Linked DNA regions of Mus musculus: regions 2, 3 and 4 are each linked to region 1. A link is a contact called in public Hi-C and HiChIP or PLAC-seq data. All regions are on one chromosome and are shown on one strand. The core of a region is the stretch at or near the end of the contact, and the rest is flanking DNA. Distances in the headings are between cores, read along the strand shown.

Region 1 (2,986 bases), core at 435-2,934:
GGAACTGTGGAACCCTTTCTAAACCCACTTCTTCAAAATAAGGAGAATCAACTTGAACCTGAGCCCAAGGATCATAGGAAATGCCAAACGAGTAAGGTCTAGCATACAGCATACCCTACTTGATGGGCAAATCATGCCTCCACCCTTACACAGGCAAGAACCCAGCCTTATCTTCATCCATACAATCTGTGGTCCCCCCCTCCCAATCTTCATCCATACAATCTGTGGTCCCCCCCCCTCCCAATCCCTCCCTACACAGTATGTCGAGCCTCCATTCTAGCTCTTCCGCCAAGACAACACTGACTTAAACCTCTCTGGGCTTCAGTCTTAGCATCTACCCAGTGGAGACAATAAACTGCCCTGCTGGCTGATTAACTATCTTAATAAGAATTTGCAAAGCCACTTCCCTAGGTTCCTGTGTAATGGGATAGCATTCATCTCCCTTTGAGGACCCTTTCCAATTTAATAGAGTATTGAAATTATTTTAAAAGCTAACCAGCCTGAATTGCTTTGTTTTTCTGTTTGTTTGGTTTGTAGTTTTGTTTTGATAGGGTCTCCCCATCTTGTCCAGGTTGGTCTGGAATTCACTGTATGCCCAGGCTGACCTCTGAAATGAGCTGATCGATTCCTTGGCCTCAGTAGTGATAGCAGGGCTGGGATTACAAGCTTGTGTCACTAGGCACAGTTTGAATTGGATTGTGTTGAAATTCCATTAGGGTTGTTTCAAGTGTATTGCCTTGTATACAGACAGCAGTGGAAGAGATGAGCTTAGAGGTCATGATGTCCTGAGTCCAAATTCTAACCAGCTGCTTTCCAGTTACAAGATTCTGGGAAAATGCCCTTTATACCTCTGGATATTCATTGTAAACATAAAACCGTTCCTTCCATGGAGAGCTACAATAATAAGACGGGTTAGTCTAGAATAATGCTATAAGGCAGTGCCCATCCCACTGTAAACGCTCAAGTTAAGGTGTGTTTACTCAGACAGCTTTCTATAATCGGGACAAAACGAACAGTAATTTCTAACCACTCCAAATTTTCTAGACATCCACTAGATATCCCAGAGATTGAGCAGATGGGACCCTAAGTTCCCGTTGCACCGAGACTAGCCGTTTCCAGGCCTCTCCTCATTAGCACCTAGAACACTGATGCTCTCTCCGGCCCTGCTCAAGGCCCAGAAGACGGTGGGCCCTTGCTAGGGGCCACCCAAGCCGCCAAACGCCAGGGCCAGGGTCTGGGCCTCTAGGGCCGCTTCCCAATGGCCAGTCTCTCCGACAGGAGCACGCTGCCCGACCAAAGATCACAGCCCGCGCTGCCGCTCTGGGCGCCTACCGCGGGGCACGCCGGGACTTGTAGTCCGCGGCCGTTTCCCACTCCTGGCTCTCGGCGGCGTGTGGACTCCAATCCCCGGGCACCTGCGCGGCCAGGCCAGCGATTCTAGGGGTCCCGGGGCGCCCCGAAGCCGCCACCTAAACAAGACGCAGGTCGGTACTGACAACAAACCCAGGACGGGAGCCGAGTCGCCACGGAGGACTGAACCCTTGGGACTCACCGACTTTGTAGGGCAGTTTATCAGACATGCTGGCGGCGCTTCCGCTAGGACTGATGAACTCAGTGAAGGGGGCCGGGCGGCGCGGGGCAGGGATCTACGCCTGGCGCCGGCGTCTTTAAATATCTTCTTATTTGAATATTCATGAACCTGCTGGGGGCTGAAACTTAGGGGCGGAGCCTAGCTCGAGGCGTTGAGCGGAGCGGGAGCAAGGCTGATCTCTGCCTCAAAAATCATAAATTTTGTGCACTGTGGCCTTTGGACCCCTGGCACTCGACTAGGAGGGAGCGTGGAGAGAGGCGGTTCTTCTCCCATCCGTCCAGCCAGTGAATCAGAGGTCAAAACAAGGCAGAATTCTTAGACTCTAGCCAATTTACTAACCTGAGCCTTAACTGCTTCAATTGTAAAACTCTTGCAAGATCAAAGTAAAGAGCTGGGCCTAGTGGTATGTGCCTGTGAATCCCCACTCTGGAGACAGTGTCTGAAATCTCCCGCTCTGGAGCCAGAGCCAGGAGATTTGTCACAAATTCGAGGCCAGTCTGCTCTATCGCTAATTAGTTCCAGGCCAACCGAGGCTACAGAGTGAGGCCCTATCTCAAAAACAAAGAAAGAAAAATCACCGGTTGCAATTGTGTCACTCTCTCCTCCCTCTGTTTGCCTTTCCTTGCTCGCCCCCACCCCCTCCTCAACACCTTCTCATTCGGTAGTCTTTCTTGGTGATTCACAGGCTGCTCACATGGAAATGACTGCGGAGCTATCCGCAGGAGCATAGATAACTCACCAATGACTATACACCTGAAGAGTATGACTTCTCTCTCAGCGGCTCTCAGCGGCTAGCTTTCAGGAAGGAAACCAGGCCCCATGTTGTGTGCATATACCATCTCTGGGGAGTTCAGTTGGCCCCTTTGTAAAAAGTTGGCCTCCGTTGGACTTATCTGTCTCCTCATGGAGTAACAAGGAGGGTCACAAGACCTTCTCCTGGGTGTCCAGCTGCACCCTACCTCCTGTTATATGCAATTCTGCCTAAACTGAACATGACCTCAGGGAAGGACTAGAGTATGTAGTCAGGGAAGTAGGTTCCAGCTACCCGTCTACTGGCGAGGCCCTCATCCCTGCTGGTTGAGGTGTGGTCTCCAGCTGTGGTCTTTGGGGAAAAGCATCATTCATACCCCTATCTGGTAAGTACCCCCTGACCTGTGTATGCGTTGTCAGGAAGCTCACTGACCTCACCGGTTCCCCCAGAAGGATCTTCCGCAGAATCATACCTCAGTTTATTTGGGAGGAGGTGTAGATTTTGCTTCTGTCTCCTAGGAGGGAATTTTAGCAATGTCCCGGGACACCTCCCCCATCCATGACTGAATGTTGCTGGGGATCCAGTGTTGTGCAGGTCCTGGGCAAATAGCTGCAGTTGTGAGTTCTGATTGCAACGGCCATGCC
Region 2 (3,251 bases), core at 473-2,972, 330 kb after region 1:
ATGGCTGTTTTCTTAAAAAGCTGAAAACTATATCTTAGTAAGCAAGCTAGCTTCTTTTAGAATGGCTATACCACTCATCTCAACATTTAAAAAAAAATTATGTAACCCCAGCAGAGATTCTACACACACTCCTTGATTACCAAAACACACAATTCTGTACTTTTCTATAGCAACTAGCAAGAGTGATGGGCATAAAACAGACAATAAATATATACTTAATAAATAAATCAATATAGTATTATTTACTTTTCTAACAAATAGCTATAAGAACTTTCTATAGGCAGCTCACCCTATTATGAAAGGTAAGACAGATACATACAGTGTACTCCACTATGATGTCATATGGAAAGAGACACATAAAATATAAAGTGCCATGGGAGTCCAAAGGAAAAGAATACTCTAGGCTGAAAATGTAAAGGAATATTTCAGGTAGAAATGTCAGCATGAGTCTTTGAAAGACAGAACAGACTTAGACCCTAGAACTAGAACACACGAGACACTCTGGAACACAACTTTATGGACTGTACAGTAAAGACTTAAGGCTTAAGTATGCCAGGGCTATCAAGGGTATGCCTTCCATCTTAACACTATAGCTTAAAATTCTTGATAAACTACAACAGTAAGTTTTACCCTTTGATGGAAACTGAATTTTGTAGATTTCTCTCTGCTTAGTAGCTTAATTGCTGGTTCATCTCCCTAAAACTTATGTTTCTCTACTATCAATTGTGATTCAAATAAAAATATTTTCTAATTATTTCATCATTATTCTCTTAGTATTAAAGGAAAAAGTTCCCTAGAAGGAAACAGAAATGGAAATATCAAGCATCAGAGAACATACTTAAGCCACACCAGTTCCTTCTGGTTTACACAAGGTCTCATGTAGCTTAGCTTGGCCTCAAACTCAAGTCTGTAGCCGAGAGTGGCTCTGCTCTCCATCTTACCTCCTCTCCCACGTGCTGCATGTGTGCACCACCATGCTCAGCTTTCTTTTTAATTCTTATAGTCACCTACATCAACAAAATTCAACCTTGAAACACAGAGCCGTCCCCAGCAAAGTCTCTCTCTCGTAGGGACATTGAACTCTTTGCAGGTCTTCACCCCTTCTTGTATCTCTTTAGGTAAGAGGGAGAAAGAAGGGACGGAACCTTTCTAGAGCTATGTCTGGGGCAGTAAGCTGGCACTTGATATTCAAGTTCTCTCACTGAATCCTACATATCCTGGGTGGTAAAATTATAATCTCCACTTTACAGGTGAAGTACGAGGAACTCACCAGACTGTAACTGGCAACCAGTGGAGCTAAAATTTGAACTCTGATCATAACCTGAAGCTGGTATCCTTTCTGCTCCTCCTCCTAATTGGTAGGCACTCAAAGTATTTTAGCTGCATAAATAAAAGAGGTATTATTAGCTGGCTTAGATACTGCAGAGGCCCCTAGCTATGACTAACTTATCTCTAGGTATGTGGAGCTTCTGCACTACTTGAGCCATACAGGAGAAAGGAGGTATAAAGACACCTGTTTCCAGTACTAACCACTGACCTAGTGCACAAGAAATAACTTGAACTAGATGTCCACTAATGCAGTTTACTAAGAGGCCATGTCCAAAGGAAACAGGCAATAACACTTAAACCATATTACCGTATTTTAGGTTCTGTGCTAAGCATGTGCTAAGCATTCATTACCTCACTGAAATCTTGTGACTATGACTGTCTCCACATTACAAAGGAGGAAGTGAGACTTGTCCCAGCCCATTGAGCTGGCAAATACTGCAAGTCTATCTGACTTTTCCCCACTCAGATCTTCCTTTGCTTATCATGAAATCTGGTTTTCTGGTAAGCTTTTCTGGAGCAGTCCAAACAGAAAGGCCCCTGAGTTAGCATACAGTGAGAACAAGGCAAGAAGTACAATGGGAGGGGCATAAAGAAGTTGTTGTTCACACTCAAGGGATGATGCCAGGCCAGAGACATAAAAGAGTATAGGCTCAACAAATATTAGACATTTCTGAGCTTCAATCTTTTCACCCACAGGAAGGAATAAGACTATATCAATGGTTGGTATAAAGATGATGTGAGATAGTATGTATGAAAATGCTTTTTAAAACTGAGGAACATATATACACATGAAAATGAAACATGAATCAGTTCAGAAGCCAGGAAAGAACCATGTTAATGAATATAAACTGAACATGGCATTTAAAAGCATATTTTTCAATGTACTTTCAGTAAGTAAATCTACAACTGCCATTTTTCTTCTTTTAAGTAGAAAAGGGCTGTGCTTTCTCTCTTGTGGGACAGGCCAGCAAAAACCTGACATGAGGAGCTGATGCCAAGCTCAAGTACATACCTATGCTGGGTAGAAGCTCTGGATGGGATCCCACCTTCTCCTCCACTAGGCCACCTGCAAGTGGCTCAGATGTTACGCCACCATGATTGCCTTTTGTGGTTGGCGCTGTGGAGATGAGCTCAGAGGGTACCAATGTGGTTACTATTGAGCGTACACTGGTGGGAAGAGCACCGCCAGGTAAGATGGGTCCTGTTGAGGTGGAGCTTGGGCCCATGGGGCTAGAGGTCATTTTTAGTAGAGTGGGTGCTGAGGGTGTTGGGGTTTTACTGTCCAGCTCTGTGGAGCACTGCTCTGTTCCCATTAGCCCAGGAGTTGTGATCTCTAGCCCTGGGCCTTCAGTCTCTCCATCTGCACCATATTGTTCTTCCCCTTTCTCCAGAGAGCCTGTAACTTTCTTACAAGCCTTGGTCAGCAAAATCTGGCCAATTTTGTCCACTTTTCCTTTGCCCTTACTGGATGAGACTGGGCTTCGACGATTGGCAGAGGAGCCTGGACTATTGGTCAAAAGGGGAGAAACTACTGTGGTTGGCTGTGAAGGAGGCAGAGTGCTCTGGTCTGCTGAGGTGTTCGTCTGAGGACTAGCCTCATCTGGATTTAATTCTTTTACTTGCTGGACAGAAGGATTAGGAGCGACAACTGGAGAGGATGTACAAGGAGGGGAAGGCAGCTGAACAGGAGTGGCTCGTGAGCTAAGGACCAATGGCCGACCTGTCTGTATATTTGGAGCAGGACTACTGGAGGGGACATTAGGTGTTACAGGAGCTGAAGAAAATTTTATGTTCTGAGGTATGTGTAAAGGTCCAACAACTGCGACAGAGGGAGGCATCAGGCCACTGTTGGTTGTCAATGGGGTTGCAGGAATTGTGCTTGGCTGTGATCCTTTCATAACCTGAATTATTGAAGATGAGTT
Region 3 (3,146 bases), core at 577-3,076, 510 kb after region 1:
AGACCCTGTCTCGAATTAAAAAAAAAAAAAACCAAAAAAAACAAATAAATCAAAATAAAAGAGCTAAGGTACATAGTGAGAAGTATGTCTCAATCCCACTTTGGCTTGAGTCACCCAGTCCTCTCCCCAAGACAAATACACACACACACACACAGACACACACAAATATATGATTTCCTTTTTACACATATAGAAAGGTTCTGTCTCAAAAAATCTAAAAACAAAACAAAACAAAAAACCAAAACAGGGGCAGGATTATTACAGATCACGTAAAAGGTGACCAGCACCCAAAGTACATGGCTTTAAGACACAGGAAACTGCCTCTCTCAAGTCCCACCCAATCTAAAACATTGCCAGAGTTTTTCTGCCAAGACTTCTGTCTGTCCCGACCCCAGCACTCATCATACCTATTTGAATTTAGGATGGCCAGCACACAACTGTCCTCTGCTGTCCACGGGCTGAATCACACAGCTCTCACTTTTTAGAGAAAACAGTAGCACACGTATGACAATAACACTCTGTTTTGTCACCAGGGAACAATAGGAACAGTGAGGTGGGGGACAAGCAACTCCCAGATCACATGATGTTTGTCAGTTTGAAGACAGGGTCTCACATAGAGGAGGCTGGCCTCGCTGTAGGCTAGGCTGAGCTTAAGCCTCTTTTTAAAAAATATTGTATTATATTATATTATATTATGTGTATGTGTTCCATAGCTTTATAGCATGCATATGAAATGAAGTTCAAAGGACAATGTGTGGGAACTGAGTCTTTCCTTCGACCACTAGGTTATGGAATCAAACTCAGGTCCTTAAAGTTCAGCGGCAGGTGCCTTTGCCCACAGAGCCATCTAGTGGTCCAGTCTAGAACTTCTGCTCCTCCTGACTCCATTTCCCAAGTGCTGGAATTACAGGCCTGAGCTACCACACCTTCCCAGTTTGATTTGCATAGATAAACTGAGTAACTTTTTATTGTTGTTGTTATATTTATTATATTATTTGCATGTGTGTATGGTGTATATACTTGGCAGTGTGGGCAAGTGCATGTATACTGAGAGTTGGGTGTCTTGCCCTCTCCACCTTCATTTTTTGAGACAAGGTCTTTCACTAAACCTGAAAGTCACAGACTGGACAGGCTGGCTAGCCAGTGAACTCCACAGATCTGGGGTTGCAGGTGTCTACTACTGTGCCAGGGATGGATTCTGGGGTCTGAACTCAGGTTCTCATGCTTGCTCATGGGTACTTCAAAAAATGACCCAACCTCCCCAGACCCTACTGTTTTAGTGTTGGTCCGGCCTTTTTTAAAAGAAAAAAAAAAATGCTGGTATGAAGATGGCTCAGTAGTCAAGAGCACCAGTTGCTCTTACAGAGGCCCTCAGTTCAACTCCCAACACCCACATGGCAGCTTCCAACCGCCTGTAAGTAGAGTTCCAGAGGACCTGAAGTTTCTTCTGGCATCTGTAGGTAGTGCACATACATACACTTGGGCACACACATAAACACATAAAATAAGAATAAATATTTAAAAATAGAAATGCTGCTAACTTTTTTTTTCTTGAAAAAGGGAAGAAGACAACACTAACAAAAATGTAAAGATGGCTTGCCTCCGAGGGAAACGGCGGCTGGGGGAAGGAGTCTTACTCTACACTGGATATGCTTTTGGACAGTTCACCTAGCTCATGTGTTAGCAGTTCAAAATGAAGTCCCTGTCTAACGCTGCAGGTGTCAAATCTTAAACCCTCACGGGGCTGATCTGCTGCATCGATCTACAGGGTGAAGGTCACAGTCCCCTCTGCCCAGAATCAAAAGGTCAGATGGGCTGTCTGACTTCACCTGAGTCCACCCATTGACCAGCCCTGCCTTTCAGCTGCATTCTTTGAACATTTTTGCCCTCTCCGTACTTTGGGGGTGTCCCCCATTTGTCTTTTTAGCTCAGTCTGTCTATCATTCACCATTTTACCTCTGATCAAAATGAATCGCTACTTCTATCGGGTGTCCCAAGAAAGACCGGCAGGGTGGGAATGTGCAGAGCCTGCCTTGAGAGCCTAACTCCGTGGGATTAGAGTCCGGCTCTGCCAATCTTCCCACGACCTCAGTGACCTCAGTCGGGTTACTTAACTTCTCCGAGCTGAGATTTCCTCATCTCTGTGGCTGTGAAGGTTAAATGAGTCAGCAGTTCCAAAGTAATTAGAATAAAGCCCGACACACAATGAGTGTTCAATAAATGACAGTTAACTGCACACTGCATGCTGCCTGCGCCTCCCAGTCCAATGACATTCCTTAAATTTATTCTCTGTTACAGACTCCAACTAAACCCACACTCCAAAGGTGAGAGCCTCTGGCTGAGAGCCATGTCAAGACCGCCCTGGCATAGAGCAGGGTGTGGTTCGGAATAAATTCACGGGGCGGGGGGGGGGGCGCAGAGAAAGGGAGGGCTAGAAAGAAAAGAAAAAAAGGGGAGAAAGAAGTGGGATTGGGAATGAAAAGAAGCAGCAAAATACAGCAAGGCTGATCTAGTAAGCGCCTTTGCACACAAAGAGGGAGAAAGGGCTGACTGCAGAGGTATACAAGACAGCAAGCACAGCCACTCAGAGACGAGACAGGAGAGTAGGAAAGTATCTCAGGATGTTGTCAAGCTGGTCTCAAATTCATGCTTTTAAGCAATCCTCCTGCCTCATAAGTGCGACTGAGCCCAGGAGAAGGAGTATGATACAGAGAAACCCTGTCTCAAAATGCCAAAGTGTGTGTGTGTACGCACTCGCACACACACCTTTGATGTACCAATGAGTGTTTAATCTTTGTATCATAAAACAATACTATTGAGTGTTACCATTAGGGGAAAGTATGCCTAAGAGTAAGTAGAATAAGCAACTAAATGAGAACTGAAATTTGGCCTTTATTTTTTTCCTCCTCCTCCTCCTTCTCCTTCAGATTTATTGACTTTATAACTTTATATATGCGAGTACACTATTGTTCTCTTAGACACACCAGAAGGGGGCATCAGATCCCATTACAGATGGATGTGAGCCACCATGTGGTTGCTGGGAATTGAACTCAGGACCTCTGGAAGAGCAGTCAGTGCTCTTAACCACTGAACTATCTCTCCAGTCCCTGGCCTTTACTTTTCAACATTTAATTTGTTAAATTCCT
Region 4 (3,196 bases), core at 95-2,594, 440 kb after region 1:
CTGTATGTGCTTAGTGAGCCTTAAAACCTCCCCTCAGGATTGGGTTGGCTCTGGATCATATGTCTGAGCATGTGTTTTTCAGTTTAGGGTGGGCTAAGCATATGGTCAGTTGGACAAAGATCAGTGTAGCAGGTGAGTTGATGGGTCACAAGCCCTAAGTAGACATTAAATGGCAGGAGCTGGCTGCTTCAGACCTCAGATTCACTCTTGTAGCTAAATAATTAAAGATCCTTGTTTTGACAGTCTGAATTGTAAGATGAGGTAGTCCTTGGTGATAACTGTAGGAAGGAAGTGGAGGGTGTCCTGCTCGGCTTCCTTTTGGGTGAAGAGGATAGAGGGACGCCAGAGGGAAGTAAACTCAATTTGTGGCAGATAGGTGTGTACTTAGGTGAATTAAAGAATGTAATTTTTCCTCTTTATACTTGTATTATTTTATATTGCATAGACCTTGTATTTTAAGATCTGGCTTTCTGTTTATGTTAGTAAAAACAAACAATACAAGAACTCAGATCTGACCATAACTTGATCTTTATCTGCTCCCCGACTTTGTGACATTTCCCTTCCTTTTCTGAATTTACCTTTAGTGCTAAGAGAATTTGTGCGTTTGGAGCCAATATCTGAAGGATCCTCCTCGTCTTCACTTAAGAGTCTTGTACTTTACATCAGGATGGAGATTTATGGAGGCAAAAAGAATGACATGTCCTAAGAGGTGGGAGAGAATCAGAACGAGTTAGCAGGAAGGTTCATATTGGGGATCTGTGCCCTCAAGGTCGCGGAGGAATTTTTCCATGGGAACGGAATAGGGGTGCTGTTCGGTGGGAGACTGTGGAGTGTCACCCAGAAGGAACTGTACTGCACTTGGCTATCCAACTCTGGAGTGACAGGATCACGCAATCAGACCACGGTAATTGCACAACGGATGACACAATGCCTCTTATTAGCCAGCCTTTCATGTCTCAAGCTGCGCGGCGCCGTAACCCAACCCTTGTCACTCCAAGACCCTAACTTGGTCACTCCACAGCCTTGCCTCCTCTCGTGTCACATCCAGCCGGGCTACACCCCATCACTCCACGGGCCCGCCTCCTCGCCTGTCACCTCTGGCCCCGCCCCTCCACTGTCATTCCAAGGCCCCACCCCTCTCCTGTCATTCCCTGACCATTCCTTCTGCTTTCACTACGGCTCCACCCCTTCCGGCAAGACAGCTCCGCCCTTACCCCTTGTCTTCAGCGGTTTTTGCTGACCCCGCCCCTTCACGCACGGCCCTACCCACTATTGGATGCCTAGAGCACGGCCTCTAGCCTCAGGCTCCGCCCTCACCCGAGGCCCCGCCTCTAGGGTCGACCTGTTTTCCCCGCCCCGGCACCCGCAGCGACCGCAACGGCGGACAAGGTGTTCGGAACTTGATGCGATGGGGCTTCCCGAGGAGCGGCGCAAGAGCGGCAGTGGAAGCCGGGCTCGTGAGGAGACCGGCGCCGAGGGCCGGGTGCGGGGTTGGTCCCCGCCGCCGGAGGTCAGACGCTCGGCGCACGTCCCCTCTCTGCAGCGCTACCGCGAGCTGCACCGGCGTTCTGTGGAGGAGCCACGGGGTGAGGCTGGGCCCGAGCGACTCTTGGGGGCGCCAGTGAGCAGAGGAGCGGGAGTCCGAGGGAGATTTACCGAGCTCCGTTAGAAAGGGAGGAGATGGAGGGTCCCTGAGGGACATGGAAAAGGGATTCGAAAGAGATGGCGTTCTGTGAGAAGAAGGAGGCATCTGTGAGGCGAGACTTCCTAGAAGTTGGGGCACTCTCTGGCGACTTGGCAGTTTTGGGAGATGCGAGTTTTCACGAGGAGATGCGGGTTCCGTGAGAAGAAGCGGGGATCGGTGAGGAGAAAGTTCCCTGAGAGAGCCCTCGAGGTGAAAGGAAGGGCTCCAAGGAGCAAGGGTGAACCTTGAGGGAAGGAGAGCCCTGAAGAGAATCACCTTTGCCTCCAATTCAACCATGCCTCCCTCAGACCTTTAACGAATGCACCCATCTCGTTTTGCTCAGCGTCAGTGCAAGTCTGTTTCCCATCTAGGAGTCCTGCCTCTGTGTAAAATGACAGCAATCCCAATACACAACTGTACGAGTTGTCAGTATGCCGATGCTTTGGTTGTTTTGATGGTATAGTGAACAAAACAAGACGGAGTGAGGTTTACCACCAAGCCTGTTTGTTTTGTTTTGTTTTGTTTTGTTTTGTTTTGTTTTTTTGCTTAAAAAAACCAAAATTGGATCTAAATTCTAGTAACTCAGAGTCTGAGAGACAATTCTATGCCTTGACACGTTCTTAAGTGTCAGGACAGTTTAGGGTGCAAAACCACGATCTGGCCAGGCCTTTAATCCCGTGCACTGGGGAGGCAGAGGCAGGTCTTTGTAAGTTCAAGGCCAGCCTGCTCTACGTAGGTAGTTCCAGAACAGCCACGGCTCCATAGTGAGACTCTGGCCTACCACCACGTCCTGGCTGAGAGGGAGCATGATATTTGGTAGTAAGGTAAACACAAGCCACAAATCCTGCCCGAAAAATACATACATAGCTTTGCTTGCAGTCTTAGGCAGATTTAAAAACTTATATTGAATGTATTCATCTCTAAGATAGGAAAGCTAACACTAGATTCATAAATTAAAAAGTCCAAAGTGGGTAATAAAAGGGTCCATTATCGAATAGTTGATACCCAGCAGACATTAAATAAGTAATGATTTAAATGTTTAAGAACAATGTGGATGAGGCAGATACTGAACAATGCAAAACATTATCGAATCAATTGCGAAGTTGTTCATTGCTACAAGTAGTGTCCAACTTTGAGTCCTCGGGTGTCTTTTCCATTCTCTTTCTGTGTATTTTCTTCTATTGCGACTTACATCTATTTCCCTGGGGTAAGCTAGCACTACACAGTAATTCCTCTTCCATGTATATAGCCTCACACCGTGATTTTCACTTACATTTTGTTCCCAAGTTTCACAGGACTATAGACAATTTATTTGTATTTCACACACTTTTTTTTTAATTTCACACACTTTGATGATGTTATACTGAGCAAAACAAGTCTGTGAGTAAGGTTTACAAATCTGCTTTCTTCCCCAATTTATTCTTTTCTTTCTTGCCCTAATTTTCTGGTAGTGTCAATGGCATTATCCTAAACTATAAATTTCTTCTATCATCATCTTCTCATATCACTTTT

The links. Hi-C and Micro-C count contacts between places; a contact is called where the count stands out from the background. HiChIP or PLAC-seq counts read pairs in DNA pulled down with a chosen protein or histone mark.
Region 2: a contact with region 1 is called in an H3K4me3 HiChIP or PLAC-seq map of pro-B cells, with 4 times the contacts expected there. The contact joins the enhancer-like site here to the promoter of Ahcy in region 1. A contact is called at or near these places in 10 of 39 promoter capture datasets (the 3T3-L1 cell line, the HPC-7 cell line, HPC-7-derived erythroid cells and 6 more), 11 of 484 Hi-C or Micro-C datasets (CD4 T cells, the G1E-ER4 cell line, the MC3T3-E1 cell line and 8 more), 10 of 115 datasets of contacts at active chromatin or transcription factors (the HPC-7 cell line, the SCID.adh cell line, acute myeloid leukemia and 4 more) and 2 of 9 other capture datasets (adipose tissue and liver).
Region 3: an HNF4G HiChIP or PLAC-seq map of pancreatic cancer cells shows a contact between it and region 1. The contact joins the enhancer-like site here to the promoter of Ahcy in region 1. A contact is called at or near these places in 2 of 15 datasets of contacts at CTCF or cohesin (large pre-B cells and stem cell-derived epiblast-like cells) and 4 of 115 datasets of contacts at active chromatin or transcription factors (astrocytes, memory CD8 T cells, pancreatic cancer cells and 1 more).
Region 4: a Hi-C map of CD8 T cells shows a contact between it and region 1, with 4 times the contacts expected there. The contact joins the promoter of Acss2 here to the promoter of Ahcy in region 1. A contact is called at or near these places in 2 of 39 promoter capture datasets (the C10 cell line and pre-B cells), 7 of 484 Hi-C or Micro-C datasets (B cells, CD8 T cells, the G1E-ER4 cell line and 3 more), 1 of 115 datasets of contacts at active chromatin or transcription factors (bone marrow-derived macrophages) and 2 of 9 other capture datasets (adipose tissue and liver).

What each region holds. Positions count from the first base shown.
Region 1 is chr2:155,072,813-155,075,798 of GRCm38.p6, forward strand. Ahcy (S-adenosylhomocysteine hydrolase) reads right to left here and starts at 1,685. Exons shown (of 10, transcript NM_016661.3): 1 at 1,553-1,685. The coding sequence starts at 1,580. Gm39966 (a long non-coding RNA gene) reads right to left here and starts at 1,362. Exons shown (of 2, transcript XR_866885.2): 1 at 1,138-1,362; 2 at 1-894. It overlaps Gm45609 (a long non-coding RNA gene), which reads left to right and starts at 1,700. Exons shown (of 3, transcript XR_001783519.2): 1 at 1,700-2,986.
Region 2 is chr2:155,403,134-155,406,384 of GRCm38.p6, forward strand. It overlaps Ncoa6 (nuclear receptor coactivator 6), which reads right to left. Exons shown (of 14, transcript NM_019825.3): 10 at 2,342-3,251. Among named protein-coding and RNA genes, the nearest start is that of Trp53inp2, 23 kb to the left of the region's middle. Within about 2 kb of position 1,723, at least 68 of the 459 cell types and tissues checked have an H3K27ac peak or open chromatin away from gene starts, as enhancers often do. A contact at or near this core is called in the HPC-7 cell line, acute myeloid leukemia, adipose tissue and 4 more, where this site is marked.
Region 3 is chr2:155,583,490-155,586,635 of GRCm38.p6, forward strand. The region is part of intron 2 of Gss (glutathione synthetase); the gene reads right to left. The region is part of intron 3 of Gssos2 (a long non-coding RNA gene); the gene reads left to right. Among named protein-coding and RNA genes, the nearest start is that of Gss, 7.7 kb to the right of the region's middle. Within about 2 kb of position 1,827, at least 42 of the 459 cell types and tissues checked have an H3K27ac peak or open chromatin away from gene starts, as enhancers often do. A contact at or near this core is called in pancreatic cancer cells, where this site is marked.
Region 4 is chr2:155,516,699-155,519,894 of GRCm38.p6, forward strand. It overlaps Acss2 (acyl-CoA synthetase short-chain family member 2), which reads left to right and starts at 1,345. Exons shown (of 18, transcript NM_019811.3): 1 at 1,345-1,586. The coding sequence starts at 1,409.